2 separate regions of the Macaca mulatta genome follow, and region 2 is linked to region 1. A link is a contact called in public Hi-C data. All regions are on one chromosome and are shown on one strand. Each heading gives the region's core, a stretch centred on a gene start, on an enhancer-like site or on the middle of the called end of the contact. The rest is flanking DNA. Distances are from core to core; before and after follow the strand shown.

What was found. Hi-C and Micro-C count contacts between places; a contact is called where the count stands out from the background.
Region 2: a Hi-C map of fetal cortical plate shows a contact between it and region 1, with 2.5 times the contacts expected there. The contact joins two enhancer-like sites. A contact is called at or near these places in 2 of 14 Hi-C or Micro-C datasets (fetal cortex germinal zone and fetal cortical plate).

The regions. Positions count from the first base shown.
Region 1 is chr6:80,183,132-80,188,285 of T2T-MMU8v2.0, reverse strand. ARHGEF28 (Rho guanine nucleotide exchange factor 28) reads right to left here. Exons shown (of 36, transcript XM_078004863.1): 8 at 4,977-5,029; 9 at 4,020-4,080. Among named protein-coding and RNA genes, the nearest start is that of ARHGEF28, 170 kb to the right of the region's middle. Within about 2 kb of position 2,870, at least 14 of the 40 cell types and tissues checked have an H3K27ac peak or open chromatin away from gene starts, as enhancers often do. A contact at or near this core is called in fetal cortical plate, where this site is marked.
Region 2 is chr6:81,032,360-81,037,513 of T2T-MMU8v2.0, reverse strand. No RefSeq gene overlaps it. Among named protein-coding and RNA genes, the nearest start is that of ENC1, 7.9 kb to the right of the region's middle. Within about 2 kb of position 2,958, at least 7 of the 40 cell types and tissues checked have an H3K27ac peak or open chromatin away from gene starts, as enhancers often do. A contact at or near this core is called in fetal cortical plate, where this site is marked.

The sequences.
Region 1 (5,154 bases), core at 1,621-4,120:
TTATTTTTTCAGATTCAACCTCTTAAAAGTAGAGTTTGCAAGACAGTGTCTAATCAAGCCATTCGCAGCTTTGCTGATTCAGTGATCGTTTATGCATCTTTGTTTGCAATTGGGATTCCAGTTTTACAGCTGAGACTCCCCATCTACTCCATTTCCCACAGGCTGTCCGCTTGTTCCTGCAAGATGTTCACTCCCCTTCTCCTTTTGGCACAACACTTGCTGCTGCCCAAAGGGTCCATTTGGCTCAAGTAAATGGCATTAAATATGATTAAGAAATAGGATCAAAACTTTAAGCAGTTCTTATTTCTTTTTGAGATGGAATTGCTCTGTCGCCCAGGCTGGAGTACAATGAATGGTACGATCTCGGCTCACTGCAACCTCTGCCTCCCGGGTTCAAGTCATTCTCCTGCCTCGGCCTCCCAAGTAGCTGGACTGCAGGCATGCACCACCACACCCGGCTAATTTTGGTATTTTTAGTAGAAACAGGGTTTCACCATGTTGGCCAGCCTGGTCTCGAACTCCTGACCTCAAGTGATCCTCCCACCTTGACCTCCCAAACTGCTGGGATTCCAGGCATGAGCCACCACGCCCAGCCATATCCTATTTCTTAATCACATTTAGTGCCATTTACTTGAGCCAAGTGGATCCTCTGTTTCTTATTTTTGGTATTGACCCATTTCATTTCATCTACCTTCTATTCTTCTGTTTCCTTCAAATGCTTTGCCACCTTTCCCCATCTGACCTGCCTAGAATATGAAGGAGTCCCACTCTGCACTGTGACAGCAACAGAAGCAGATCTTAGCCCTTCAACTGATGATTCTCCCCTTCGACAAAATGCCAACCCCTTACAGCATCTGCAGAGAATGGGGCCATAATTCCCGCATTTGACATAAATGTCAGCTCCTTGCGGAGGTAGTTCTGGGGCACTGGCTTGGATGAGCTTGCCAGTTGTTACACACCCAAGACATTTCGCCAACCACGATTTTCAGTGTGTAAACTAATGGTAAGTGTGATTCTGGATGTCCTGAAAGGTCAATAAAACATTACAAAGGATGGGTACAAAAAAAAAAAAAATAGAAAGAATGAATAAGACCTACTATTTGATAGCACAATAGGTAACTATACTAAAAAATAATTTAATCCATACATTTTAAAGAGTGTAATTGGATTGTTTGTAAACTCAAAAGATACATGCTTGAGGGGATGGATACTCCTTTCCCCATGATGTGCTTATTTCATATTGCACACCTGTACCAAAACATCTCACATACCCTACAAATATATACACCTCCTATGTACCATGAAAACTTAAAAAAATAGAAAACAATAAACACACAAAACACTTCCAGAAGGAGAAAGAAAACACCACCACAAAGGGAACTTACTCTGTTCTGCCCTGTCCAATACAACAAAATTAGATAATTAAAAATCCGATTCCTCAGTCACAAGTCACATGCTCAACAGACGTAGGTGGCCACAGGCTACTACACTGGATAGAACAGCGAGAGAATGTGTCCATCAGCACAGAGGGCGTCACTGGAGCCGTGCTTGTGTCACTGATGAAGCCCCACCCACACCACACAATTCTGAATAATACAAGTCAGCAAAGACTTACACATCTATTTATCAGCATTTATCATGTGTTTATCCCACGCTATTTATCAACATTTCCTGAGACTGGGCAGAATAAAGCACTTATAAAATATCAAAAGAGGCCAGGTGGGGTGGCTCATGACTGTAATCCCAGCACTTTGGGAGGCCAAGGCGGGCAGATCACTTGAGGTCAGGAGTTTGAAGGTGAAACCCCAACTCCACTAACAATACAAAAATTACCTGCACATGGTGATGGGCGCCTGTAATCCCAACTACTCGGGAGGCTGAGGCAGGGGAATTGCTTGAACCCAGGAGGCAGAAGTTGCAGTGAGCCAAGATGGTGCCACTGCATGCCAGCCTGGCTAACAGAGCAAAACTCCATCTCAAAAAATAAAAAATAACACATAAGAAATAACAAAAAGAGTGTTGAAGTAGCCTCCAGGGCGAGCCGTTTCCTATTCCAGACCGTGTCTGACCATCTGACTATTGCTCACAGCTTGCTGTCCCCTTCTCTGTCTCAGGTTCTTTGAAAATCTGTTATAATTTCCTTTGCAAAAACTCAGGGGACTTTATTAATTCAAAAAGTTTAAATGAACCAAAAAGAAAATGCCAGCACAACAAACACTCATCACGGTCCTTTTCATAAATCACTGCATTAAAGTTGTGCTCATTTGTCTTTCTCAAGTCCTTCACAGACTTCATGATGTTACTGACAAAACACTCAGACGAGGCCAAACTACTACAATTTCCACAGCATGTGTCTTCTTGCTCACAAATATACAAGTTTGAAACTAGAGTGAGTTTTTAAAACCTGAAATTAAGATCATCTCAATGTTTCATACTTTTAGTAGCCTACCTCCCTCCCCCAGCAATTCGTCTTAGTAAACATTCTTCAAAGCTAACATTCCCAGGAGCATGATGCAATCTGTAGCTGAGACATCCTGTGTGTGTGAGTAACAGCTATGGCCCTGACATCAGTGACCCACGACAGCCACCTATACAGAGATGTTTGCTTTCTTTTTGCCTTCCTCTTACCCTCTTCTGTAAGTAAATCATTACTCTTACCTTAAATAGCAAAAATGTGGAGGACGTGTATATCGCTTAGTGTGGGTCTAAATTTCTCTTCCAATTTCAGTAGAGCCGTGTGCAGCAAGATCCTGGAAACCACCTCTGGCACGTGGCCAAGCTACTAGCAACACCGTCAGCCAACACTGTGGGTGCTTCCTCCTTGCTCTGCTCTACACAGCATGATTTCTGAATGCTTGTAACTGCTCTGCCGTGTGTCGGCGCAGCATACCAACCACACTCCCCCAGCCTCCAGGGAGCCAGCCCCAGGCACGTGTAGGCTCACGGTGACCCTGTGGGTCATCCACCTTCTTCATTAATCTCACTCTGAGCATTGATTTCGTTTTTCCTGATTTCACATCAGCTTGAGCCCTCAGTCACCACCATCAGCAACACCTCACCCCTTGCAACTTCTAAGGCTGTCCTGCCCGTGTGTGCCTTTCCAGGTGTGTGAGCTGCCTCAGGTTTACAGAACCAGAGGAAACCAACTGGGATGGTTCGTGCTCATCTGCCTCTCACTTGTCAGCCCCAGAGGTCTTCACAGACCATCCAGGTGCCCAAACTCAGCCTGTGCTGATTGCTCAGCCTATGTCTTCAAACACCCCATCAGCTTCATGATGCTCTATTCACCTCTAAGTAACTCAAGAGATAGGGCTGGGGCCCAAATTAGCCTTGAAGAAATAGAGAGTGCCTGGTAGAAGATTTAGGAAGGAGTCCTCAGGGAGTTGTGAAATAGAATATTGTAAGCAGATGAGAATTCCCAGGTCCAAGGGAGGAAATACGTCCACCTTGCCAAGGGTGGAGGAACACCTGGTTCCTCTGAAAGGACACTCACATCAGACTCAAATCCCAGAACAAGCATCTGGTCTTTTCTTGAGCTCAGCAGGGTAGATCACACAGGCTGAGCTCCAAGGGGACCCCACTGGGCATCAAAATGGGATATTGATAAACTTGGAGATTCTAGGGCCAGGTGGAATGACGTTATGAGTCTCGGTTCCACCGTCTACTCTCCACCAGTGGTTCAATGGCTTCACCTGAACCTGAGGCTGGTAGTGCCTACTTCCTAGGAATAACAAGGGAACATATGACAAGTCCAAAGCCAGCTTCTGGCTCAGAGTAAAACTGTTCATGAAAAGCTTTAATTGCCTTGTTTTTTAGATTGTAAACGGAGTCTCAACCTCTAGAGTCATGGTATTCCAAATGATCCTACAAATAAAATTTATCTGGATGGGTTTCAGGAAACAGATAAGGTTCCCAGGAAGGAATATTTTAAGTTAAAATGTACTTGCTTCTTGTCCACTCTAAACCTGGATCTGGGATATCATTATGAGTATAGGTAAAAGCGTTATTTCAGAACATACCCAAATCTAGGCTGTGCTGGTCTTCATGTTCATTCTGTTGAACCACCAGGCTTTTGACACACTGAAAAAGATAAAGTCAGGTGGGTTTTTAAAAAATTACATATATGCTACACTAATATTTATTTTTGTGAACTAGAAAAACAACCTTGGAAAGCATCAATGAAAACATGTTACATGTATCATCACATGTAAACAGAAAACTAGTCTTACACTTATTATTTAACAGCTAAAAATGAGTGATGAATCTATCCCAAGCTGAAACACATCTGAAAGCTGTACACAGGTTATTTCATTCTTAGAGGACATCTCCCAGATTTACTCTTATAATCACATTGTTGTCAAATATCTATAAACATCAAACTTCAAGTAGAAATTTGTTTTGCAGAATGTATTCAATCATCTTGCATATACAACTACAACTCAGAAAGATAGCTAGGTTTGGTTATAAAGAATAGGGATTAAGAATTGGATAAAGAAAATGGGGCTGGGTACAGTGGCTCATGCCTGTAATCCCAGCACTTTGGGAGACGGAGGCAGGCAGATCACCTGAGGTCATGAGCTCGAGACCAGCTTGGCCAACATGGTGAAACCCCATCTCTACTAAAAACACAAAAATTAGCCAGGCATAGTGGTGGGTGCCTATAATCCCAGCTACTCAGGAGACTGAGGCAGGAGAATCGCTTGAACCTGGGAGGCAGAAGTTTCAGTGAGCCAAGATTGTGGCACTGTACTCCAGTCTGGGTGACAGAGTGAGGCTCCATCTCAAAAAAAAAAAAGAAAGAAACAGAAAAAAGAAAAAAAGAAAATGAAATTTCACATTGTTCTGAAAGTGACTTGGGGTACATCCTTTTTTTAGTGTTTTTTAAACATTTTTATTACCACTAAATCTTCATTTCTACTTTATGGAAAGACACGCAAAGAAGAAAGAAGCAAATAGAGCAGGGAGTCATTTATTACCTTTACATCTTCCTTTTCGGCTGCTGAGCTGCTGGACACTGAATTCTTAACCTCTGCAAAAGAAATAATTCCCATCAGGATCTGCTGCATGGAGCTTTTGTTAAGAAGAATAACAACTACTACTCGCTGACAAGTGTAAATGAGTTGCCTGGGAGCCTTCTGCATAGAGGTAGGTTTT
Region 2 (5,154 bases), core at 1,709-4,208, 850 kb before region 1:
AAATCATTTGGGGTTAGTCCAAGGTGAAAATCTATTTGAAATGTTTTGTTAGACTTTCTTGCCTTAGCAAGTATAGAGCAAAGGGCGTAATTTTGATATTTCTTTGTGAGGTAGTAGGAAGAGCCATTCATCCATTTGTTAAACATATTAAATTTATTCATGCTATAAATAGTTATTATGTTACTACTGTGTGGTGTGCTAGGGGTTAGACATACAGTGGTGAAAAGACAGAGGGGTAGTCTAATGGAGGCCAAGAGAATCCATGTTTCGGCTAAAATGCCACCATTTAGCAAATATGTGATCCTGGGCAAAGTATTTACTCTCTCAGACTCAGTTTCTTATCCATAAAATGGGGCCCAATAATTATAATATCCACCTTGCAGGGATACCTGAGCATTACAAAGCATAAAAGCACTCTGAAACTGAAGATCTCTATGAATGCTCATATTACTGAATGGTTGAGAAACTTGCTTTATGAAAATTATCCCAAATCATCGAAACATTACATCATTGTAAGAGATAAAGCCATGAAGCCATTTCTTCTATTGTATTAAAAAACATATTTCTTTTTGCAGTTAACTTTTTTTTTTTTTTGAGGTGGAGTCTCGCTCTGTCGCCCAGGCTGGAGTGCAGTGGCGCCATCTTGGCTCACTGCAAACTCCGCCTCCTGGGTTCACGCCATTCTTCTGCCTCAGCCTCCCAAGTAGCTGGGACTACAGGTGCATGCCACCACGCCCAGCTAATTTTTTTGTTGTTGTTGTATTTTTAGTAGAGATGGGGTTTCACTGTGTTAGCCAGGATGGTCTCGATCTCCTGACCTCGTGATCTGCCCGCCTCGGCCTCCCAAAGTGCTGGGATTACAGGCGTGAGCCACCGCACCCAGCCTGCAGTTGACTTTTAAAACTTCTTAATATTCGTCAAAGTAGTAAGTACACATGGAGGCACACTCAAATAGTACTGAAGGACAAGAGGAAAGGTAGCAGCCCCCTGACACCTCCAACCCCCTTCTCCAGCCCAATCTGCAGAAGGCGCGATGAAACAGTTGCTATTTTCTATTCTTCAGCTTTACCCATAATAATATTGCCCTTATACTGTTAATTCCTGTTTATCAAGTAAATCTTTCTAATTTGTTGCTTAGGTAAACATCATTTGCTTTTAAAAGAATGCTCCAACAGCGATATGTTTTTGTGTGTTTAGTATCTGTCCTCTAAAAGTTCGGTATAGGAAAAATGTTTTATTAATCGTTCTAGTGAGTCAGCTTCTAGACAATTGAGGTTTTACTGTGTTTGGCTTCTTCAAGAAGTGAAAGGCATTGTAACACGCTCAAGAAGGTTCCGTGTCCACTCACTGACAGCATGCTTTGCATCTGTAAACCATTGTCCTGTATAAAGACTTCAAGATTCAGCTGAATCTGTGCATCGTGGGTGTTTAAACATAATGGCACAGTCATTGGCTACAGCCAAGAAGTTAAACACTTCCTTCATTTTCCATTGCATTTTTGCTCCAGGTCCTTCCAGGAGGATACCCAGAGCTTGCCTGGACATTTGGATTACAGATTTCAAAGTGGGAAAAAGATGCTTCTCGCAATATTTGGGATTTGATCATAGTTGGGGATACAGTGCTTCATTCCATAGTTAAGGAACTATGTCTGATCTAAATTTAAAAGAGCAATTTGATTAGGACATTCCTTTGCTTGTGAACTGATGTAACAATCTCTTGCGGGTACTGTGTGCCAGAATGAAAGAATGATCTGGTAAGACATTCAATCAACTATGGTAAAAAAGTAAAAGTGGATTAAAAATACACAACTATATAATTTTAGTCAATTGATTCCAGCTTCTCATTTGTCACACCTTTATCAGGCCTGTCAACATGGAGCAAAGTAAACCAAGAAATTCATTTCTTGTAAATCCACTGGGTATGTGCCAGGTGTTCAAAGCTGGCATTCCAGAGAACAGAAAAGAATGGGCCTTAGATAATCAGGAAAATAGGAGGCAATGTAGTTCAGTGGTTAAGCACTCAGCTCTTGGCTTCACCCAAGTGAGACATTATTCTTTCAGGGTTGCTGTGGGGATTAAAGGAGATAAGCATAAAAAGTGCCTAGCACATAAGACCATGTAAATGTCAGGGATTCTAGTCATTGTTACTAGCTCCAAGACCATCCCGTTGGACAAATGAGTCCCTGTCCAGGGGCCCTCAGGACAACTTATTATTATGCGCAGAGGGGGCAGTGGCACTGGGTTGGCTGGTTGGAAATTGCTCAGTCTCTGCTGAGAAAATAGATGACCCAGCTGTGCCCTCTACTAGCCAGTCTGGAACACAGGAGCTCACGGCATTGTTGCAGGCTGGCTGGACCCCAGATTACATTTGGGATTGCTCATTTGAACGCAGTTTAGGGCTACGACGGCAAGAGTGGCTGCTCAAACGGATCCACAAGGGTCGACACACAATGTTCATTGTTTTATTTTTCGGTAGGGTTGCTTTGAACATTATCAGATCCTTCTGTAGTTGGTTCTTCATTGTAGCCAGAAGAGGGCACTATTGCTTTACCCAAATTCTGTGCCGTGGTCTATGGAAACCGGCATTTGTGTTCTGTGCTACAGTGTTCCATTCCTGGTTTTGTTGAGGGTGGCAGTTTCATTCTTAGGTGACTAGCACAAGAAACAAACAAGCAAAAAAAGCAAAACAAACTTTTGTCCATAATAACACACATACAAAAAATTGGGAAGTGGAAAGTTGTTTATATTTTATCAAGCCGTAGAAAATTAGGTATGGAATTTAAAAAACGAACATGTATGCCGATGATATTGATCAAGATTCTGCCTGGAAAACCACTGTTTGGAAAATTAGAATGTACCTAGGTGTTCCTGTTCACTTTCAACAAGTGTCCCAGAAGAGGTGTAGAAGAAATTGTTGCAGTTTTGGAAAACCCTGGGATGTTTCCTCCCACGGTTAAGACAGTATAAGGGCAATATTACTGTGGGGTAAAGCTGAAGAACAGAAAATAGCAACAGTCACATGGTTCTTTCGGCAGATTGGGCTGGAGAAGGGGATTGGAGGTGTCAGGGGACTGCTGCCTTTCCTCTTGTCCTTCGGTACTATTTGAGTGTGCCTCCATGTGTATTTACTACTTTGACTAATATTAAGAATTTTTAAAAGTCAACTAAAAAAGTAAATATGTTTTTTAATACAATAGTCAAAAGAAATGGTTTCATCTCTTACAATAATCTAATGTTTGGACCATTTGGGATACTTTTCTTAAAGCAATGCAAGTTTCTCAGGCATTAAATAAAAGCCCATTCACAGAGATCTTCAGTTTCAGAGTGCTTTCATGCTCTGTAATCCTCAAGTATCCCTGCAAACTAGATATTATAATTATTGGGCCCCATTTCACTGATGAGAAACTGAGTCTGAGGGAATAAATACTTTGCCCAGGATCACATATTTGCTAAATGGTGGCATTTCAGCCTAAACATGGGTTATCTTGGCCTCCATTAGACTACCTCTGTCTTTCAGAGTTGAAAGGAGATACCTTCCAAATGCAAATACAAGTACACTGATGGCAGGCCAAGCCTAGACACCGAAAGGCTGGGAAAGAAGCCTAGTGAAACTGGGATATTCCTTAGCACCAACTATTAACACGATGCCTGTAAATAAATATTTGTTGAATGAATGACTGTTTGATTGGCTAAATGAATGAAATCACAACTTCTCACATAACTGTGGGTATGAAAACTGACATAACTATTTGAATATACACAATTTTAAAAAGTTACCATTTCCTCCTGATATTTCAATATTTCCAAATATCCTCAGATAAAGAAATTGCAAGTCTTCCAACTTTATTTGGGATCTTATAGTGAATGCTTTCTAAAATTACTTATGAGGCTAAGGGAAATTTGAGGATACTTGTATATATCCTTGTTCACGTTCTGTTTTCAAAATCATGAGGAGAAACACTTCTGGGAACTTTCTTTCTGACAACACGTGCATCAGTGTCTCTATCTCCTTCTTCATTCTTTGTTCATTCTGCTAATGTTAACTTGCAGCTTCCTGATTTCAGACTCCCGCCCAAGCTGAGCTGTAAGCAGTGAGTAGCATCTGTGCTTGCAGAGTACCATAAAATCCTTTTAATATTCATTCAAAGGTGCAAGCCCTTGGACCACAAAGGTCCCTTCTTCTAGTCCCTTCTTCATGCCCAGACATGCTCAGAGACTTGGCATCGTGCCCTAGAAGCAGAGCATATAGGCCAAACAAAACCTTCATTTTCATTGCTTCAAACAACGGTCAATTGTTGAATGTAATTACTTAGAACAAATTAAGAGTTTGGATCCAGGAGCCTTGGGGTACTCAAAAGATTATGAAAACCAGGGAGAAAAATGGTTCAAGATTCCCCTGGGTTGTGCAAGGCCATACCCCACAGAGGCCTTGTGTGATTCTGATAGACCCGAGTGAGCTTTTACCAAGCACACTCTTCAAGATCTTCAGGGCAGGAAAAAGTAGGAGCCTATATTCCATGTATGATGTGTTTTGGCAGGGCTACCTTCTCCTAAATATAACTGGCTATTTCTTTTTAAAATGTGTGATTTCTTAAATTCTTTTCCCTTTGCAGCAGCTTAGTTTTTTAAAGTAATGGAGAATGAAGAACGAATTGTTTCTTCATCGTCAACTTAAGACCAGTGGTCCCAGTACGAAACAAGAAGACAGTATCAGTAAGAGATGGGAAAAGGCAAAGGCAGACTCCTTGAATTTGAGCTTTTGTTGCACAAGCTGTCTGCTTCTTGGGTGCGCAAGAAGAGCAGAGCCTCAAGTAGACACTCTAAGAGATCTGTGAACTCATACAAGACACCAGTGTGTCCCTTAACCCAGTGCTACTGAGCAGATGTGGAAATAAGAATTTGATAAAGATTCAAGTCACTTTTATTTAGGAGAGTTACTCAGAACGAAATATCTACAGGTTTCGGGAATATTATTCTCCTTAAGCAGTTTACTAAGGAATCATTATAAAAGCCAGCATTATATAACCCTTCTCACATGCCAAGCACTGTTCTATGTACTTTACACATACTAGTTTATTTAATCCACAAAACAACCTTCCAGCCAGGTACTGTTACTATCCCAAACTACAGATTAGGAAATGAAGGCACTGAGGTA